Linked DNA regions of Pan troglodytes: region 1 is linked to region 2. Evidence: chromatin contacts called from public HiChIP or PLAC-seq data. All regions are on one chromosome and are shown on one strand. Each heading gives the region's core, a stretch centred on a gene start, on an enhancer-like site or on the middle of the called end of the contact. The rest is flanking DNA. Distances are from core to core; before and after follow the strand shown. Region 1 holds the start of EML4 (EMAP like 4). Region 2 holds the start of COX7A2L (cytochrome c oxidase subunit 7A2 like).

What was found. HiChIP or PLAC-seq counts read pairs in DNA pulled down with a chosen protein or histone mark.
Region 1: a contact with region 2 is called in an H3K4me3 HiChIP or PLAC-seq map of stem cell-derived excitatory neurons, with 4 times the contacts expected there. The contact joins the promoter of EML4 here to the promoter of COX7A2L in region 2. A contact is called at or near these places in 1 of 7 Hi-C or Micro-C datasets (stem cell-derived neural progenitor cells) and 1 of 1 datasets of contacts at active chromatin or transcription factors (stem cell-derived excitatory neurons).

What each region holds. Positions count from the first base shown.
Region 1 is chr12:80,546,903-80,553,622 of NHGRI_mPanTro3-v2.0_pri, forward strand. It overlaps EML4 (EMAP like 4), which reads right to left and starts at 3,419. Exons shown (of 23, transcript XM_016948426.4): 1 at 3,097-3,419. The coding sequence starts at 3,121. LOC134807927 (a long non-coding RNA gene) reads left to right here and starts at 2,430. Exons shown (of 3, transcript XR_010149569.1): 1 at 2,430-2,763.
Region 2 is chr12:80,352,048-80,358,390 of NHGRI_mPanTro3-v2.0_pri, forward strand. It overlaps COX7A2L (cytochrome c oxidase subunit 7A2 like), which reads left to right and starts at 3,628. Exons shown (of 3, transcript XM_009442392.5): 1 at 3,628-4,386. The coding sequence starts at 4,315.

The DNA of each region.
Region 1 (6,720 bases), core at 2,169-4,668, 190 kb after region 2:
CTATATGTAGTGATTTAGAGGCAAGACATCAAGGTAATTGAGTACTTTTCTCTCCTAAGTTAAAAAAAAAAAAAAAGGTTTCTAAAGTGCTGCCTTAAGTTACCATAATTCGTGGATTAAAAGATATATTAATAATACCTAAGGGAAATTCCAGAGTACAAGCACCTGCCAGCCAAGTTGCCTGAAATTCATCAGCTGCGGAGATTAGAAGAATTCTTCACTTGTTTTTTATGTAAAACAAAGATAACATAACCAGTACCATGTAACTTCAATGTGGCATTTATAAAATGGCCAATCACCTATCATTCCTATGATTTGAAAAACCACTACCTAGTCTTAATTGCCATTAGACATCTTATAAAATGCACATAACACAGTGGATTTCTTATCTAAACATGCAACAATCAAGGGTACAGTTTGAATTTTAAGTTTTCACTTCACAAAATGAGTCACCATAGGATTCTCTTAAATAATCTCTTCTCTAAAATTATTCTGTTTATAAAGTACTCAATTTTTCTGCTTATAAAAATGTAGTTTTTTCACCATTTTTCAAGAATGTATCTAATATGTAACAGGAAATACACACATACTTCCTTGAGAATAAATGCTTTCAATACTTGTAACCCCAGAAGAACTTCACGTTTTGACTTCTTGTTTGTTTAAAAAAAAAAAAGTTTTTAAACATCTACTAGAGTAGAAGTGCTTGCCTTTATATTCATGGCTCTCCTGATGATAAAATAAAGATCAATGTAACTCTAAGCTCTAGGCTAATTAACTGCACAGAACAGAAACAAGCAATTTGGCAAGAGCTGAGCAAAGCTCCGCTTAAAGACTACCAGTAAAATATACCAGCACTACTCCTCCCCCACCCCTTTAAGGTTTCAATTAAGATGGGGCCTAGTTTTACTCTTGCAAGGGGGACAGAAAGAGAAAGCACAGAGCTCCCACTGAGAAGTATCTTCATCAAGAGCAGCTCCAGAAATACTGCCAGGAACCATTTCCTTCCCTCTCTGCAGATGCAGGTTCCTCTGATAGGCATATCTCCTCTGCTCCTGATTAACACCATATCTAAAGAAAAGTCTCATCACATACCACCCAAAGCATGGCATTAAATGAATTTTTTAAATCCAACATTAGGGTCAACAATGACGCTCTTTATGAAAAGTGTGAGCCCCAACTGCAATTCATCTTCATCTCTCGGTCTTTTGTATCACTTGCCTCATAAACTGGTTAAGAAAGAAGAAAGCGATTACAAAGCATAATCAATGTTTGAAAATAAACATTAAGTGCCCCAATTGGTGAGAAAGACTCCTTCTAAACACTTACAGAAGATGAAGCTTTAACAAGCCCTCCAGAAATCTTTAGAGCCAACACGAAAGAAGTTAAAGTGATCTCACCATTCCTACAGGATGAGGACCCAATACAGTATAAAGATAGCACAGCTCTCCACAACATCCCCTAAAAAGACACTCAATTTTTACTTTAGTATATGATCAGCCCTTCAGCGGACATATAGGACAAGTTTTTCGGTCCAACATTTACTGTGAATAAACCAACGCATGGAGCTAAAAAAGAACCAGGGAAAAATGGATGTCTCTCTAAAAAGAGCCCAACCTAAGTAAGGAATTACAAGACATCAAAGGTTAGATAATGGACAACAGGTGCCTTTGAGGAGGAAAGAGTAACACAACACTCAGTTGCCTCCTATTTTAGGATTTCCACTCTGAAAGCAATATAACGACAATTTTTTCTGCCCAAGAAAAAGGGAAGGCCAAAATTATAGGTTTTACTATTTAATATCTATAATAGGCCCATTGCTCTTTGACTTACTTTTTTACTTTAGATTTTAAAAATCCATCTCATCTCGATATTATCTGGATATAGTACGGCCTATGGCCAGATTGCTCACTGATCAGTGAACATTAACCAAGTAGAGACTTATTATCAATAAATGTAAAAGAAAGGCGTCTGAATACAAGCTACCTGCACATAAAAAACTCAAAATACAGTTCCAGCAGTAGGTATCACATAACTGCGTTATCAGCCAGAGCTGAAACTGTTTCTCTCACCATTCTAACAGTTTAACTTAATCTTTTACTAGATTTCAATGGCCTCGAAGAATAGTAATTCCAGATTCAGCTTCTAGGGCAGCGAATACTAGCCTGGAGTTTTGATTTTCCTAGCCAGAAGATTACCTTCATCTGGTGAAAGGAACACTGAAAAGGCACTTCAGCCTATTTAATAACCTCTTCCCTTTCTCCATTCCACAAAGACAACATCTTCCAAAAATGGAGAATCCTTTCCTTCCCTGATAGAGGCCCCCTTTCCTATTGATTCATTGGGCAGAATCACTTCTCCCCAGCATGCATGCAGAGCCAGAAAACACTTCTGCTTTCACTCTTAAAGAGGGTCCCCCAACACAGATGCACCTCTTCCTTTCCTGCATTAAGCAAATGATGCTCCGATGCTTCTAGGTCTCTCCACCACTGCAAAATGCTCAGAGAAGTGGAGGGAGTGAAAAGGAAGTTGCCTACTACTCTTAAGGATACTGGAAAGTCGCCTTCAAATCTAAAGTGAAGACTTGGGGGCGGGGGATGCCCCCTTCCTGAAGAGGGAATGAGGGTCCCTCCCCTAAAAACGAGCCTCTGTTCGGGTGAAGGCGATCCCCACCCTGAAAGAGAGGCGTGTATGTGGAAAGGTGGTGGAACGTTGTACCCTGAAGAGGAGCCTGGATTTGAAGAAGTGTCCCAACTCTGAAGGGGGGTAAGTGGAGGGAGCCGTGAGTGTACGGGGAGGGGTGTGCCAGCTATTGGGGGGCCTGAGAGGGAAGGGGTTCCCACTTTGGGGGAACGAGGGCCCCGCACTGAAAGGGGCTCCGGGAGGAAAGGAGGGTCTGGCACAGAGGAGAGTTGGACATGGGGGAGGGGCCCTCAGTCCACCGGAGTCCGCGGAGGGGCGGCAGCCTCGAAGGGAACATGTGCAGTGGAGCCGCTGCCACCCCGAGGGGCAGGCGGGAGGGCAGGGCCTGGGCTGTGTGCGGAAGGAAAAAAGTTCCTACCCTTCGCAGAAGAGGCAGGACTCCCCAGCCGTACTCACCGAGACTGCCGGCGAAACCGTCCATCTTGCGGGGAAAGCGCCGGGCTCCGGGCTCAGAGGGGCGGGCACTTCATTCAGCGGACCGACAGAGTGGCCGACGCTGAGCCTGACCCGCTCGCTCTCTAGGTCGCCCGGCTCGGCTACCGGCTCCCGCCTCCGTCGTCCGTCCGTTCGCCCTGGGGTAGTAAGCCGCGGCCGCCCGAACCACTTCCCCGTCAGGTTGAGAGCCGCGCCGCTCAGCCGCCTGCCCGGCCTCCCTCCCAGGCAGCAGCCGCGAGCGCCGCGCCGCGCCGCGCCCCGCCCCCGCGCCCGCGCGCAGCAGTAGCCCCGCCCCGCGCACGTCGTCACACTTCCGACTCCGCCTCCCACGTGACGCCACGGAGGCGGGGTCTTGCCAGCCCCGCCCTCTCACCTTGCCTCGGCCTCGGCGTTTGTCCGCCTCGCGCCAGGCTGGTGGTTGCGCCTGCGCGGTAGGCCTGCTGAAGGCTGGGGACCACGGTTTGGAAGCTGGTTCCAAACAGGTGGGGATAAGGCATAGACTCTGGCCTGCGATACTCTGATGCATGAAGGATCCTCTCCCTATGTGGCCCCTGGGAAGCCTGCAGAGCCAAGTCTGGACACCCCTGACGGGAGATGACCACCACGTGGGTCCTACAAGGACACTAAAGAAGCAACCAAGAGGGAGAGGTTCTCCCTCTCCCCCAGTAGGGTGGGGGACAAATAGGGGCGAAGCTTCTTGACTAGCTCGATACCACCACTGCCACAGCCGCAGGGCCCGGGACAGATCAGAAGCAAGGAATTTTAGTGCTGGACATGACCCAAAAGTTGATCTTGTCTAACCCTTCTTATGAAGAAAAACACAGAGCCTTAGAGAGGACAACCTGCCCAAGGTCATCCAACCTAGTAGAAGCAAATACTCAGCCTTCCTTACTCTCCCTAGCGTTCTGTCGTCTAGGGGTGCAAAACGACCATATATGGCAGGCTATAGGATGGCCTGCTAGGGAACCATAATAAGGGTTGTTTCAAATGAAGTACCACTGAGTTCTAGGCCCAACTCCGTATGACTCAAGAGTTTCAAATCACCTAATTTATTTAGGCCTCACTTTATTCATTTGCAAATTGGTTGTCTGGACATGTAACCAAAACATGTAAATATACATAGCGTTCATATTCTTCCTCCCTTCCCCAACACGATTTCCCATACTTCTGAAGACTTTCTCATGGTTTGTCAAGTCCCTCCTGGGGCTCAGTTGTGCAGATTAGAGTAAGAGAGAGAAGAGCTGTAAGGTACTGAAGAACTGAATTGATCTATACATAATAAATTGATAAATATATAATAAAAAGCTGAGTTAGGGGAAAACAGAGTCCTACGACACAGAGTTGCAGGAGAGAGGGACAAACAAGAAGGGAGACAAGAAATATGTAATGATGAGAGAGACTTAGAGGAATTAAATGATTGAAAGGATTGTTAAACCTTCTTGGGGTATACGTCTCCCTTTGTTGCCTCTTTAAAAATCTTCCCTAAAAATGTAAATTACTTTGCATTTCTTATTTGGATATAAGACCTGTATTTCTTCTGAATACCATACTATATGGAGACTGGCCATAACGCAGCCAAGATAAATTCAGGTTACAGACTAAACGGTGTCTAAAATTTCCTTCTCTTCAAACTTAAATGATTTACCCAATGTTCCTTCTGCTATGGGCATTTTCATATGTGTAAGTTTCTATTAAGCCTAAGTAAATGTTTGAGAAGTTCTCAATTCTGACAGCTGTTCCTTTGTGTCTTCAGGCCACACTCTCTGCCTTAGGTCGATTAAAAGAATAAGAACTTGGCATATTGGTATACATATGTTTTATGGTCCAGACCTGGAAGTGTGTACCTCCCTTTTGTCCACATTCCACTGGCCAGAACTTGGTCACATGACTGCAAGGGAGGCTAGGAATGTAGTCTGTGTATCCAGAAGGAAAAGAGACATATTTTGGTAACAGCTCCCTGGTTTCTGCCACACTCCCCTTCGTGGCATTCATCAGAGTTAAAATTTTTCATTTGCTTGAATGATTTATTCAATAAGCATCTCATTCATTATACTGTATACTACAAGGAAAGCTGTTAAAATATAGGAGAGTTAGTATATCCCAGCAGTTAAGAGTACAGACTCTGGAATCATGCTGCCCAGATTCACATCCCAACTCATCATGTACTAGCTATGAAACACTGGACAAATTACCTAACCTCTCTGGGCCTCCATTTTATTGACTGCAAAATGGAGATGATAACACTTCTACTTCTTAGAGTTTTTGAGAGGATGCTATGAGGTAATATATGTAAAGCACTTAAAACAGGGCACAATATGTTATAAGTGCTCAGTAGGTATTAGCAGCTCTTATTTTGTACCTGTTTTTGCTCTCTATTATATACTTAGTGCATATTACAGAACAGCTTTTTGATAAATATTTATTGAATAATGAACAAACATAGAAGAATTCTGAAAATTAGTCAATCTGAATACATTGTTTCAACAACCAGTGCCTGACAGTTTTAAAGCAGCCAGAATTTTTGTTTTATATTTATCAAAGTAGATCTTGCAATCTAAGCCTCTAATACTACTATGATAAAATAAAATTTAACATACATCTTTCAAAAGTGAAACCATAGCTGAACATTATCATCAAACACACACACAAATACAAAGGTTCTAAACAGTTACGAATTACTGGAGGGTTATTTTGGTTATTCACCTTAACAAAGGATTTATCTTTAGATTATTTTCAATGTGGAGTTCCATTGCCTCTTTGAGCTCCTTAAGTATAACTTAATTCAGGCAAATGCAAAATATGTGCCGTTTTTCAGGATCCCAGTTATTGGAAAAGGCTAAATATAGCTATATCAAATAATAAAAACTTAGAACATTCCCTTTATGGTTTTGGTTTTTGAAACAGGGTCTCACTCTGTTGCCCAGGCTGGAGTGCAGTGGCACGATCTCAGCTCACGGCAACCTCCGCTTCCCGGGTTCAAGCAATTAGCATGCCTCAGCCTCCCAAGTAGCTGGGATTACAGTTGTGCACCACCACGCCCAGCTAATTTTTGTATTTTTAGTAGAGACAGGGTTTGGCCATGTTGCCCAGGCTGGTCTCGAACTCCTCACCTCAAGTGATTCGCCTAGCCTTGGCCTCCTAAAGTGCTGGGATTACAGGCTTCAGCCACCATGCCTGGCCAGAACATTCTCTTTATACATCGAATCTTGACTCTGCATACTTACCTTCCCCTCTATGTCAAGATAAGTATGTTGTGGGAGGAGTTTCAGAATACTTGTGAAGATACATTGTCAAAGTCTTGACCTAATGTTTGAAGAAAAATAAGATTCCTATTCAATCTCTTTGTTTTACTCTCACTAGCTAGATGATCTTGAAAAGTAACTATAAACTGTTTTTGTCTGCTTGCTTTTCTCTCCCGCAGACATTTTAAAATAAATGTCAAGGAAAATTAAGGGGTTTTTTTACGTATGCTGGGTCTTCAGTTCCTTTTATTTCATTATTTGAATGTTATTTAAAAAATGAAACCCTATAGTCATGGAACTATATAGATTGTATAAACCTGTAGTCCATGTAAGCATAAATATG
Region 2 (6,343 bases), core at 2,378-4,877:
TGTGTAATTTCTTTCTTTTTTTTTTTTGGGACGGAGTTTTGTTCTTGTCGCCCAGGCTGGAGTGCAGTGGCATGATCTGGGCTCACTGCAACCTCTGCCTCTTGGGTTCACGCAATTCTCCTGACTCAGCCTCACCTGTAGCTGGGATTACAGACGCATGCCACCATGCCCAACTAATTTTTGTATTTGTAGTAGACATGGGGTTTCACCATGTTTGTAAGGCTGGTCTCGAACTCCTGATGTCAGGTGATCCACCTGCCTTGGCCTCCCAGAGTGCTGGGATTACAGGTGTGAGCCACCGTGCCCAACCAACTTTGTATTTCTGTGTGTGTCTGTGGGCTTACAGAACTCATGTATGCTCAGTGTGAAATATTTCAACACTGCAGATGTATGTGAGGCAGAGAGTGGGAATCCTCAATGATGAGAAACCACCACCCGTCCCCCAAACTGGAGGCCACTGCTAATTCTTTCATTCTATGCATAAGACAACACTGTGTGTACTGTAATTTTACAGATGATATCAATGTAAAATAGCATGAATCTGGTTCTGGATCTCAACTTTTTTCTATGCATAATTAAGTGTATTTAAAATGATTTAAAATAAATTATGAGTCATACCTCAGCCTTTCTTAACCAGTGAGATGAAATGTGATGTGTCAAAATTGAGTTAAATCCATATTCTCTGTGGATGTGCTTTTGACTTGCACATAAGGAAAAGCAGGCAGGCAAAAGTGAGGCAGTTTCACACACTGTATTGACATTCAACAACGAGAAGGTCAGAGTAGGGAGTTGATGTCAATATGTTCATCCTGTACCGCAATAAAGCTGTCCCGGCAACTGCAATCCCAGCTGCCATTTCCCCTCCTTTGGGTGAGAAATGAGCCATTCAGACCCTCAGCTCTTTAGCTATGAAAACACCATGCTTTAAGAAAGATTTGGTTTTCAATATCAATATAATCTAGGTTTCAGGCTTGGAAGATAAAATTTCCATACCATATAGGGCTTTATTTGACAAAAACAGTAAGAGATGACAGCTGAGATTTCTGCCACATGAAAATTACCAAATAATTGCATGGCAGGTGTCATCATTCTGAGTATCATAAAGTGAGTTTAGCACTCCATTTTGCTTTCCAGTATTTTACTGGGGATGCTTTTCTTGGGGTTATCACTAGCAGTTTTAAATGTTGGGAAAATGTTAAAAGAGAGAGTAGACATAAACAACAATGGAAAAGGTAACACTTCACTATAACATTGCACTATGTATGTTCCATTTTCCCTCAGGGAAACGACCGTAGAATGGGCAAAATCCTTCAGAAACGGGAGCCCACAATGACCTCAACTCCTGCAGGCCTACATGTTTTTTAACTCTGCCAGACCCACTGTCAATTTTTTAAAAGTCAGCTTGGAAAAAATGAGAGAATTTAAAAAATTAACAACTATTTCACAGTTGGTTCCTATCTCTAGTCAGTATTACCCAATTTAAATTTTATGTTGGTTTTCCATCCATTCCCCAAGCGCTTTCACAGAGTGGCCTGCCAGAGGCCATTAGCACACACCCCTCACAAATGGAGAAGCAGCGGCATTCAGATTCACCAGGAGCTGGACTGGCATTTGCACTCACTCAGTTCACCTGGTGATTGTCAAGCTTCTCTGTACTCTGAGTCGTGGTCACTTCCCTTCAGAATAGAATGTGGGGAACAACCTGAAGGGATCGTGATAAAAAAAGATTGTCTTTGATGTTGGATGGGATATGCAAATACGAATGAGAATAGGGTGCCTTAGTACTGTCAGAGTGTGCTGTGTTTTATTTGGGAAATGAGACAAAATCTTCCCATGATCAGCCATTCCATGTGACATCCCAACCCACACTCTGCTACTGACATTTTATCTCCCACTGAACAGCCTGGCTGTTGTAACATTTTCAGGATTCTTAATTTATGTCTTGCAGGATCTAAAATCAGATGGCAGGAACTTTAAGAAAATAACCAGTGTTGACAGGCACCTTATAAAAGAAGCTGGTACACCTTAGTGCTGCTAAAAGTTAGAGAATATTCTTTAGTTTCTTCTTCCAAAATATGTCCAGAAGTCAGTGGGATGGAGACAGTAGCTGTCCCAAATCATTTAATTTCTCTTTTCAATCTAAACTCTATGAAAGGCTTTTTCTTTCACTCAATATTTGCTAGCGCCTGGGACTCAAGAAGGCTAATGTCAATGGATCATTTTCTTTTGAGGTAGTCGAACTTTTTGTCTGTAGAAAAATCTTCCTGAATCTATTCAGTATCAAAACATGGGGTGGGCCTGGCACGGTGGCTCATGCCTGTAATCCCAGCATTTTGGGAGTCTTGAGTTTGGCAGATCACTTGAGCCCAGGAGTTTGAGACTAGCCTGGGAAACATGGTGAAACCCCGTCTCTACTAAAAATACAAAAAATTAGCCAGGCGTGGTGGCGCGCATCTGTGGTTCCAGCTACCCGGGAGACTGAGGTAGGAGAATCACCTCAGCCTGGGAAGTCAAGGCTGCAATGAGCCGAGATCACACCACTGTACTCCAGCCTGGGACAGAGTGAGACCCTGTTTCAAAAAGAATTAAAAAAAAAAAAAAAAAAAAAAAAAGGAAATCACTAGACCCAAACCAGTTATCCTTGGAGAAATATGGACATAAACCCAAATTGCATATTCTTTCCATTATATCACAATGTCTCTTTGTAAAAGTGGCAACTTTGGGCTGGCTTACCTGAATTCGCTGAAACCTTTACAACATATTGGCGGTGCTGAATACTTGGGGCTCTTGAACGTAGGCCTGCAACCAGGATGCTGGTGTACACCCTCACCCTGGAATGCTCAGCCTTGATCCTCCTCTTTTCAGAATGGCTTCATATCTATTTATTTGTAACATAGTGCTTAACAGTAGGAAGTCTTGAGCCAAATGCCTAGCTCTGCCACTTATCCCTGACCTGAGCAAGTTACTTAGCTTCTCCAGGCGTCATTTTCCTGTATTCTAAAATGGAGATGATAATAGCACTTACCTTATAGGATTGTTGTGAAGATTAAATGAGTTTAGGGAAATGCTATATATAGGTTAGTATCATCCATCAATTTGCAACATGATTTCATAAGTGCATCTAGAATATGCTTGTGTAAACCTATGGTTAGATGATGAAGCTAAGAAAAGCCTGAGTCCATCCCTGGAGAGTAAGAAACTAGTATACTCCTTTTACACAGTACCTTGTACACAGCACAGGCTTAACAGACATATTTAAATTGAACTGAAGCGAATACTACCAGAACTGAAAGTGGTAGTTCCAGATCTTTCAGGCTCAAGGTCCAGATTTTACAAGTGTTTCTGATCACCCTCCCCCTACCTCATTTATCGCAAAGAGCAGAGGCCAGGAAAAGGATGAATAATCAATGACCTTAAAACTCAGGTGAGAATAAAAACCAGTTCTGAGAAACCGTGTGACATTTACATCCTGGTACCTGAGCTTTAGATCACTCTGCATGTGTATTTCCTCTGCACAAAGCCCAGGAGGCTACTTTTATATTATTGGGGCAAATCTCCCAACAGCCCTCGGTACTAAACAGCCTTCAGCAGGTGCTTCCCAATTTTCTTATTTGCTTCAACTCCCAGGTTGCCAGGGGAAGCTTGGCCGACAAGTCTATACTCCTGGGCAGACTGAGCAACAGCAGGTGGTTGCTTCTGGATAAGAGGTGCTCTAGGTCGGAAGGAAATAAATGAGACTACGATCAGTTAAAGTTCGGTAAAGCAAGAGACGCCTTCACCCCGACGACCAGACGGTGGCTCCGCAGCACAGACTCTCTCGGATGGTGGAATTCCCAACCGGCTTCGATGTAGCCCCGCCCCTACCCAGACCACGCCCACCAATCACCGCCCTCTCCCCCCCAGGCCCCGCCTAGAGCCTGCCCCTCCTAGAGCATGCTCCACCTGACTCCGACACTGCCGGGCTTTGTCCGCCGGGCTTAGTCCGTGGGGCGCTTGCGCATTTCTTGAGTTGTCGTGGCACTGCCCAAATCTGAATGGGGGAAAGAGGGAACTTCATATTTCCTACAGACTCCGCCACATCGACTTTTCGTGCTCTCTTAGAGCTGGTTTTGCCTTTCGTGGTCCTGAGAACCCTGGCTTTTGGTTCCCCAATGCGGCTTAAGTGTGCAGGTTTTAAGTTAGGCGATCTTCGGGCAGCCCTAGTCCCAGCACCGGGTCCTTGCGCTGAGTCTCGGGACCACAGCCGGGGAGGCGGGGTCCTTCTTTGGGGCGGTCGCGTTGGCAGCGGATGCGGGAAGCCGGACTCTGGGCGTCATGTACTACAAGTTTAGTGGCTTCACGCAGAAGTTGGCAGGAGCATGGGCTTCGGAGGCCTATAGCCCGCAGGTACGAGTGGCGCCTGGCCAGCTCGGACATGAGAAGTGGCGGCCTTAGCCTCGGCGACAGGCAGTCGCGGCGCTGGAGCCAGGGGAGGCTTCTGCCCGCGGTCGAGTTCGTCTCTGTTCTCCTTGCACCTCCCGGGGCCTCTCCACACCAGCGTACTGTGGTCACTGAGGCTTCTTTTTGTGTACCTGCTCACCTGGCGGGGGCTGGCCTGGCGTGGAAGTTTGGTCTGGCTCACTGCAGGGGTCAAGGTGACCCCCGGGGTCACTTGTCTAAAAGGGATGGTTTGTGGGGGTCCCCAGTGTGACCCGAGTCAGAGGTCCGGCCTTCTCCCTCTCTTCGAAGACATCTGGCTTTCGGCTTCCTTGTCGTTTCTTTGTCATCTGCCAGAGCCCCATAGGCAGCCTCACTTGAGCTCGAGATTAGAGAGCGCGGGGATAAAGGCGTTTAGAGAAACCATGGTGCAGGGGGTTGGGGGGGCTATGATCTGGATTGGGAAATTTAACAGGTTACTTAACACGTCCAGGGAGGGAAGTTGCATGCAGCGAGGTTACACTTTCCCGATTGTAAAATATTTGACAGATGCTCGTTGTTTGGGTTGTCTGAAAAGTATTCCATTTCACGCAGATTCTACCAATTGGAGTTTGAGTCTCCAGCATGTGTTGGGGGTAGACATGAGGAACTTTAGAGCCCCAGACGTGCCTTTTCAAATCATGGCGTTTTCTGCTTTAATTGTGTGACCTTGGCCAAGTTAGTTAATTTATTGTGTGCTCAGTTTCATTCAGGGCGGCGTTAGTACACATTAAATGAAGTGTGTCAAGTGACTAGCAGTTTGGGCAGGTGGTTGGTTCTGGATAAGTGTTAACTGTTCACCAGAAGCTGTCTGAGATAGTATATTCCCTCCTAATCCTCTAGAGAAGTGTGGGAAGTGTCGGTGAGATACGCAGTTAGACTGCAGTAGTGAGGGGCCCAGATGAGCTGTCAAGGATACTCCATTACTGTTGCTTCATTTCCTTTTTCTGTGGGACACTGCAGCTTGCCCAAGAGGCAGATGTTTAAGAAAGATTTCAGGTCTGGTACCGTGGCTCACGCCTGTAAATCACAGCACTTTGGGAGGCCGAGGCCGAGGGTCGCTTGAGCCCAGGAGTTTGAGATCAGCCTGGGGCAACATAGTGAGATCCTGTCTCTAAAAACAAAAACAGATGATTCGAATCTCAGATAAGAAGGGCAAGTTTTTTTTTTGTTTTTTTTTTTTGCGGGGGTTAGTGGGGGAGTTGCGGTGGGAACGGGAAGGAAGAGTTTAGGGTTTATAAATGTTGAGCTTGTGATATGTCATGCTTGGTAGCAGCTAGATTTTTGAATATGGAGTTTAATAAACTTGGGTGTCTTCAGCCCATAGGTGGTAATTTGTAGGGAAGAAAGGTCGGATTATAGTTAGAGTATAGAAACATGAAGGGAGGGTGGAGAAGGAGAATGTGTTTAAAGAATAGTCCGGATGAGAACGGAAACCAGTGTGGTGCCACTGAAACCGAATTGGTAATGACTTGTAAGGAAGGAATAGTCAGCAGTGTTGCACTTCTTTTACAGATTATGTGAGAAAATGGCCATTTCTATCATCTGCTTCTATGAAATGTGTTCTCCAGTGTATGGATATTAAATGTTACAGTTTGATGAGTTTGGACAAACCCATGTACTGTATAACCACACCTCCCTCAATATGCAAGATGTTACATCATCCCAGGAAGTTCCCTTGTACCCTCTGTCAATCCCTGCCACCTTCCTATTCTGACTTTTATCGTCATAAATAGATAGTTTTGCCTTTTTTTGAACTTCATGTAAATGGAACCAGCTCTGACCCAGGCTGGAGTGCAATGGCACAGTCACAGTTCACTGTAGACTTTCACTCCTGAGCTCAAGTAATCGTCCTGCTTTTGCCTCTGAAAATGCTGGAATTACAGAT